2 separate regions of the Zea mays genome follow, and region 1 is linked to region 2. Evidence: chromatin contacts called from public Hi-C data. All regions are on one chromosome and are shown on one strand. The core of a region is the stretch at or near the end of the contact, and the rest is flanking DNA. Distances in the headings are between cores, read along the strand shown. Region 1 holds the start of LOC100383758. Region 2 has its middle 35 kb from the start of LOC103629394.

The links. Hi-C and Micro-C count contacts between places; a contact is called where the count stands out from the background.
Region 1: a Hi-C map of leaf shows a contact between it and region 2, with 5 times the contacts expected there. The contact joins the promoter of LOC100383758 here to the enhancer-like site in region 2. A contact is called at or near these places in 14 of 25 Hi-C or Micro-C datasets (bundle sheath, ear, endosperm and 5 more) and 1 of 3 datasets of contacts at active chromatin or transcription factors (seedling).

The regions. Positions count from the first base shown.
Region 1 is chr6:70,264,989-70,269,098 of Zm-B73-REFERENCE-NAM-5.0, forward strand. LOC100383758 reads left to right here and starts at 1,656. Exons shown (of 4, transcript NM_001176393.2): 1 at 1,656-2,001; 2 at 2,112-2,209; 3 at 2,312-2,377; 4 at 3,810-4,110. The coding sequence starts at 1,811. The coding sequence ends at 3,952. LOC100384563 (Protein ENHANCED DISEASE RESISTANCE 2) reads left to right here. Exons shown (of 22, transcript NM_001177074.1): 18 at 1-28; 19 at 325-465; 20 at 539-634; 21 at 795-896; 22 at 1,005-1,403. The coding sequence ends at 1,109.
Region 2 is chr6:70,104,965-70,109,039 of Zm-B73-REFERENCE-NAM-5.0, forward strand. No RefSeq gene overlaps it. Among protein-coding and RNA genes, the nearest start is that of LOC103629394, 35 kb to the right of the region's middle. Within about 2 kb of position 1,902, at least 13 of the 20 cell types and tissues checked have an H3K27ac peak or open chromatin away from gene starts, as enhancers often do. A contact at or near this core is called in bundle sheath, ear, leaf and 3 more, where this site is marked.

The sequences.
Region 1 (4,110 bases), core at 406-2,905, 160 kb after region 2:
AATGTTCACTTTCCTGGTAAACATACAAGTAAGCTCATGTTCTAACAATCCTACCATGTTACCATGTCCATTTATTTCTGTCCTGCTTCGATCTTTTCTCACAGAAAGGTGACCGCACAGAGTACAAGAAAAATTACATTGGTACCTTGCACAACGATCTGCATGCCTTTTTTTTTAGTTTTTTTGCGTGGTTGTTATTTGTTACTTCCGCAGCTGATTTTGAGAATTAAAAGATAAACTTATGGCTTTCTTCCAAGTTTGTTCATATTGATGTTTTTTCTTCTATACTTGGGTTACCCTGGTTAAGTCACTTCTCTCTTGCAGATTCCTGGACCAAGTCATTACAGCTTGGTCCTTTATTTTGTCTCAAACTCCTTGAAGAAAGGATCGCTGTTGCAGCGTTTTGCCGATGGTGATGATGATTTTAGAAACAGCAGACTGAAGCTTATCCCATCTGTTCCAAAGGTCTGTCCCAGTGTTGAAGTGTTTTTTTTGGTGTGCCGTCTTCTCACTTTAGCATGGCGTTCAAATTCTTCAGGGGTCTTGGATAGTGCGGCAAAGTGTTGGAAGCACACCTTGCTTGCTGGGGAAAGCCGTGGACTGCAGCTATTTGCGTGGTCCTGACTACTTAGAAGTAAGTCCCTTCATCAGCAATATAGTTCCAATTCAACTTCTTCTAGTTAATAACGAACACGGGTCAGTTGAGTTCAGATGGAACAAGAAGAAAACCGTATTCTTTTTTTTCCTCATGCACCTACTACAAACCTACAACGGATGCATTCTTAATTCTGCAGGTGGATGTAGATATCGGTTCGTCCGCGGTAGCCAACGGGGTCCTGGGCTTGGTGTTTGGCGTTGTTACCACCTTGGTAGTCGACATGGCGTTTCTTATACAGGTACAATCTCTGTTTCGTCCCGTCTCTAGCACCATTCAGTTCCAGTGACTTCTCTAGTTATCTGCCAGATGCTCGTTTTGTTTTCTGACCGTGGCGATGCGCCTGCAGGCAAACACGTACGACGAGCTCCCAGAGCAGCTCCTAGGCGCTGCGCGGCTGTCACACATCGAACCTTCTGCGGCCGTGTATCCTGTCCTTGACAACATTTCCTGAACGGGACGGACAAATCAACCTGTGCAGATTCTTTCGTTCTTTCCGTCCGCCCCGCCACAAAAAGGCTCTCCCAATTTGTTCAGCCACTGCAGCATTGTGCAGCTCGATACATTTGAGGTTCAGACAGACAGACTGCAGCAGTCCACAAGTGCCTTGTACCCTTCATACAGTTTTGCCATTTTTTTAGGTCTTTTCTTTTACATTTTACTTTACTCGGTGTAGTTTGAGCTTCCTACAGATATTGTAATGCAATAGACACATCAAAGTGAGATATACAGATACAGCATGGTTCAGAAACAAGTTCGTGTACTTTCCGATTCCCGACCCACTGAAACTCGCCTTTTGTGCATTCACCAGTTTGGGCTTGCTTCATTGCTCATCAGATCTGGTCCATGAATGCCCATTCGAGGCCCATCACAGCCCAAACCCCCACTGGTCCTAAACCTCTCGCCGTCACGCAGCTTTAAGTTCCGATACCCACAAGCACTTGGCATCAACCCTAAACCACCCACTATACCCGCCCGCCCGGCTAGGGTTTTGCCACCATGGCCGCCGCCGCGGCCGCCGCCCGGAGGCTCCTCTCCCGCCGCGCCTCCTCGAACTCGCTCTCCGCGTTCCTCCGCCGCGGCGCTGCCCCGGAGCAGTCGCTGCTGCGCCCGGCCGTCGTCGCGGCGGCCTCCCGCCTCGGCTTCCCGCGCGGGATGGCGCGGCGACCTGGCGGGGACGGCTACGGCGCGGGCCGGGACCGCGCGCCCACGGAGATGGCGCCGCTGTTCCCCGGCTGCGACTACGAGCACTGGCTCATCGTGATGGACAAGCCCGGCGGGGAGGGCGCCACCAAGCAGCAGATGATCGACTGCTACATCCAGACCCTCGCCAAGGTCCTCGGAAGGTAGCCGAGGCACCAATCGTCCCCTTCTACGATTGCCGTAGTTCCTGAGGAGTGGGGTGGTTTCTTTTGGAAAAAGGAAATCTCACGGTGTTTTTTTTTCTGCTGTGCAGTGAGGAGGAGGCGAAGAAGAAGATCTACAACGTCTCGTGCGAGCGCTATTTCGGGTTCGGGTGCGAGATCGATGAGGAGACATCTAACAAGCTCGAGGGTTCGTTCAACCTATGCTCCATGATGCCATTATTACGTTGTTCTCTCTGCTAAATTTGACCTGATAAGTATCTGGTGCCGTTTTGTTTATGTTGTACTGCAGGGCTCCCTGGTGTTCTCTTTGTGCTACCGGATTCGTATGTTGACCCTGAGTACAAGGACTACGGAGGTACCTTTCTCATCTTGCTCCACAGATATAGTTGTTTTGTCTTCCGTAGTTGAACCAGTGTCCAGTCTCAATCACACTGGAATTGTAGTCCATCTTGGCAAAGCTTGGAGCCTAGGCGGCAATGTCTTGCTTTGAATGCTAATGGACTGATATCAAGTGTCTCTCTAACAGTTCTGTGCTTCAGTGAAATGGGGGTCAGATCAGTAGGGATGAGATATTGCGAGCTCATTTCATGTCCAATCTAGGGGGTTTAATATGTTCTGTCTTCAGCAGTTGAACCAGTGTCATGTCAACCACACTAGACTTAGTCCATCTTGGCAAAGCTCGGAGCCTAGTCCGCAATGTCTTGCTTTGAATGCTAATGGACTGATACCAAGTGTTTCTCTAATGGTTCTGCGCTTCAATGAATGGGGTTCAGATCAGTTGGGATGAGACATTGCAGCTCATTTCATGCCCAATCTAGATGTTTTTACATGTTTTGTCTTCAGTAGTTGAACCAGTGTCAGCCAACTAAACTAGACTTTTAGTCCATCTTGGCAAAGCTTGGAGCCTAGTCGGCAATGTCTTGCTTTGAATGCTAATGGACTGATATCAAGTGGCTCTCTAACGATTCTGGGCTTCAATGAAATGGGGCTCAGATCAGTAGGGATGAGACATTGCGAGCTCATTTCATGTCCAATCTAGGGGGTTTAATATGTTCTGTCTTCAGCAGTTGAACCAGTGTCGTGTCAACCACACTAGACTTAGTCCATCTTGGCAAAGCTCGGAGCCTAGTCCGCAATGTCTTGCTTTGAATGCTAATGGACTGATACCAAGTGTCTCTCTAATGGTTCTGCGCTTCAATGAATGGGGTTCAGATCAGTTGGGATGAGACATTGCAGCTCATTTCATGCCCAATCTAGATGTTTTTACATGTTTTGTCTTCAGTAGTTGAACCAGTGTCAGCCAACTACACCAGACTTTTAGTCCATCTTGGCAAAGCTTGGAGCCTAGTCGGCAATGTCTTGCTTTGAATGCTAATGGACTGATATCAAGTGGCTCTCTAACGATTCTGGGCTTCAATGAAATGGGGCTCAGATCAGTAGGGATGAGACATTGCGAGCTCATTTCATGTCCAATCTATTGGGTTTAATATGTTCTGTCTTCAGCAGTTGAACCAGTGTCGTGTCAACCACACTAGACACACTAGACTTAATCCATCTTGGCAAAGCTCGGAGCCTAGTCCGCAATGTCTTGCTTTGAATGCTAATGGACTGATACCAAGTGTCTCTCTAACGGTTCTGGGCTTCAATGAAATGGGGCTCAGATCAGTAGGGATGAGACATTGCGAGCTCATTTCATGTCCAATCTAGGACTTACCTCTGGCTGCTTGGATTGGATATTGTATTGGTGTTGATAGGATTTATCATTCTATTACTTTTTTGTTGCACAGCTGAACTGCTTGTCAACGGTGAGATTGTTCAGAGGCCTCCTGAGAGGCAGAGAAGGGTCGAGCCCGTGCCACAGAGGGCTGCAGACAGGCCTAGGTACAATGACAGGACCCGCTACGCACGCAGGAGGGAGAACCAGCGATGAGATGAAAAAAGTCCACAATAACAAGTTCAGGTGGTTTGAGCTCTGTAATTCAAGGATAGTGTGCTTTGGATGTATTGTACTCTGTAACTACAGTTACTCAGATTGCTCAAAGGACCTGGTTTGGAATGCATGCACTGTTACTAGCGCCCGTTTGCACA
Region 2 (4,075 bases), core at 652-3,151:
TCTCGGCGTCATGAGCTATGGCGCCGAGTTTACACATCTCGGCGCCATAGATCTTGGCGCCGAGCTACCTGACGCGCTGTCGTCCACCAGCTGACGCGGCGCCGACGTGACACCGAGCTCGGCGCCAAGATCTATGGCGCCGAGCTCGAATGTTTTACCATAAAGCTTGTCTAGCTCAGTTGATAGAGATTAAGGCTCTCAACCTTAAGGTTGTGGGTTTGAGCCCCACCATGAGCGTTCAATATTTTTTTGTCTTTGTCACTGATTTGTTTTTTATTGTCCAGATTTTTTCGTTTATGCCGCTGATCTGTCCGTGCGTTCAATATTTTTTTGTCTTTGTCACTGATTTATTTTTTTTATTGTCCAGATTTTTTCATTTATGCCGCTGATTTGTCTGTCCAGATTTATTTCTCATCTATATTTTTTTGCTTTTGAAATCGTCATTATACGAATTTTGGCCCATACAGCTTGCGAATCGATATATGGTCACATCGCTTTACCTGCAGGCTGTAGACGTGTAGTAATCGCAGGCGCACAGCTATGAGTAAAACTAGAGTTTAGTGAGATCAAACGGATTTAAAATATATAAACTAATTATAGAATGATAAAAGTAATATGCACTAACCACAAGCAAAAGATTTTTTTAAAAAAGAAGCGTGTTTCGAGAACTGAGATGGCATTTTCAAGAATACGGACTATATATTGGATGGCGCTATCATATAGAGGAGTAGTATTTCCTTTTATATATACGCAGGAATATATAAAACACGAAATAACCTTTTCGCTAGAAGAGGTCAAGCCATCAACTAAAGCATATGCCATGGTTAAAAGAAAGGAAGAAAGCACGTTGTACTCAAGCTAATACCTTTTGTCTAAAAGTGGTATTATTTAGACAAAAAAAAAGTGTGACATGGATCAGCAATTTACCTCTTCGAACTATTGTTATGCTATATTTTCTTTTCTCGGGCAAAAAAAAACAAACGTCTCGCTCGGAAGTCTCACAAAAAAAATTTGGACGGACAAATCAGCGACATAAACGAAAAATATAGACAAAAAACAAATTATTGACAAAGACAAAAAAATATTAAACGCCCACCATGGGGCTTGAACCCAAAACTTCAAGGTTAAGAGTCTTGCGCTCTACCGACTGAGCTAGACAAGCTTTGTGATTACACATCCGAGCTCGGCGTCATAGATCTTGGCGCCGAGCTCGGTGCCATGTCGGCGCCACGTCGTCCGGGTTGTGCCAGCGCAGGACTTACCTCGGCGCCATAACCTATGGCGCCGAGCAAAGGGTCCAAAAATGACATTAAAATTTTCTAGGGTCTAAACGTGATTTTTTTCCGAGAAATGGCTAAAATACAAAAAATTCGGGTGTTGGTTTTGGCTTTTGCTCACTAAAAATCAAAGGGGTAGATACAGAAAGCAGCTTTTCCTAAAAACTGACTTTTCTCACAGTATATTATATATATAGAGATAGAAAAAACTTTTAACGGTTTTTAGTGGGTTCTACTAAACAGTTTTATTTTTAACAGCTTACATCAACTTTTTTTTAGAGCTTACAATCCACAACGGTTTTTTTCGACCACAACCCAACTAAACATACCCTAAATCAATGACATGTAACAATAATACGAGTAGACGTGCAGTGAATAATATATGCACTTGAGTAATGTATGTGACCAGCCCAATATTCTTGTCTACTACGACTAGTATCGCCTGTGACGTTATTCCTGCAAAAATCAAAGCAGTCACGAAGAAGACACTAATTAATCAAACTACTCATGCATCGATAATTGGATACTACCACCACTACTTAAAAATGGCTATAGTTGGTCATGTGTCACCAACCACCAAACGACGACGGCAGACGTCATTAACTAGCTCCATCCCGTCCGGTGTTGTACTAGCTTTCGAACGGCCTTCCGTGCTCGCGGGGTAGGGGCCAATGCCCGCGCCTTTACCGCCACTCCACCCGGAATTTCTTACGGCGGGGGCCGACAGATGATAATGGCAAATTCTTGGTCGAACAATACCTCTCGTTCCCATTATAAAAATTTTTCTATCCGCACACACGAACGTTTACTAGGAACATTTTTTCTCTATCTCCATTTTCCATGGGAATAAATCTCTAACGGACTTAAATTATAATTAATATATATGTTTTATTATTAATTAAAACATTACCAATTATGTACATTATCAGATGTAAGAAATCATTATGTGTACTCAAAATAACATATTTGTACAATAAATGATCTCTTGACAATATAATTATTTATTTGATAATTAACTATTATATGAAAATATTGTCACGTGTAATTTTAACGAGTCTCGCGGAAAATGGATCATGTTTATCTGTTGGGAAAGAAATTTCTCTATTTACATCCTAACGGGAAAGAAACTTGCCTATTTTCATCACCCGGAAGAAGTCTCCACGGAAAAGCAGTCATTGTCATCTCTGCGTGGGCCCTTTTACAACATGTCCATTCACCACGCGTCTTTGCTTTTTTTATGTGTGTCAGTGTGTGTGCTGGTTCATTGATATATGCAAGACAATTGATCAATAGACCATGCTCACTCTCGAGATGGAACTATCTGCCCGCACATACGGGTTATTATTAGCAAAGCAAAAAAAAAAAAAAAAAAGAACGAGAAAGAGACGCGCTAGATAACCTGCCATTTGGCGTGGGCCATAAGAAAAGAGCTCGCATCAACACGGCAGCCAACATGATACATTGATAGACCTCACCCCGTACAGTTACAATTTTACAAACGTCTATAAAATTCTACCAGGACATGCGAATAGAGAAAACGAGAATTCTCTATGCAAGACATCCAAATCGACGCAAACCGCCAAACCGGACATCAGTTGCGTAGCTAGGGGTAGGCGCGTGTGTGTATATATATAACGGGACTCCTGCGCCTTCAATAGTTAAAGGAAGCTCAGATCGATCATCTCTGCAACCTGGTTCAACTCAGCGCACCGACTGGACCAGGCTGTCGGTTGCACTACCCGCGCTCACGTCTGTGCGCGAAAAAAGAAATGCATGCATGAGTCAAACACGTCCCCCTGCATGCGCATAAATTTAGAAAAGATATATGTGGCGTTTTCTATTTTTAAATGGTTTATTTACTCCATAAATTTATGATCGCTGCAACAGTCATGCAACTAGACTCGTAAGGACCATTTTATGATATATACTGCTACTAAATATGCTACCATATGTAGATAATTATGCAATTCGGTATACTGCGTAAAATTCTGTTAGCAGCTGCATGCACATGAATTTATGATAAAAATAATATGCAATAAAAGGAAATGAATTGCACGCATAGAAACAAAAAATTGTATTTAATGTTTTATTTCCTTCATAAATATAGGATCCCTCCAACAGCCATACAGCTAAACACATTAGATCTAGTTTATGATATATATTGATACAAATTATACTACATGGTATAGCTATTTATGCAATTCGTTACACTGCGTAAAAAATCTGGCATGTTGTTCACTAGTGGACGCATCTCCGGGTTGGAGCGTAATAACCTTATTTTTTAAGCATAAAATCCTTCAATTATAAGCGTAAATACCGAGTCAATGTGAGAGGTTGATAGCTCTAGTAGGTTGTTATTACGATCCTATTTTTATGGCATATCCGAAAAACATGGTAGCCGCATGCATGCGGTTATACAGATCCAAAAATTATGGCAAAATGAATGTATGAGTCAAACACGTTCCCTTGCATGCGCGTAAATTTAGAAAACATATGTGTAGAGGTTTCTATTTTAAATGTTTTATTTCCTCCATAAATTTAGGATCGCTGCAACAGCCTTGCAGCTAGACTCGTAATGACTATTTTATGATATATACTGATACTAAATATGCCACACCGTGTAGATAATTATGCAATTCGGTATACTGCGTAAAAATCTGTTACCAACTGCATGCACACGAATTTATGATGGAAAGAATATTCAATGAAAGAAAATGAATTGCATACATAGAAATAAAAAATCACATTTAATGTTTTATTTTCGTCATAAATATAGGATCCCTCCAACAACCTAAACG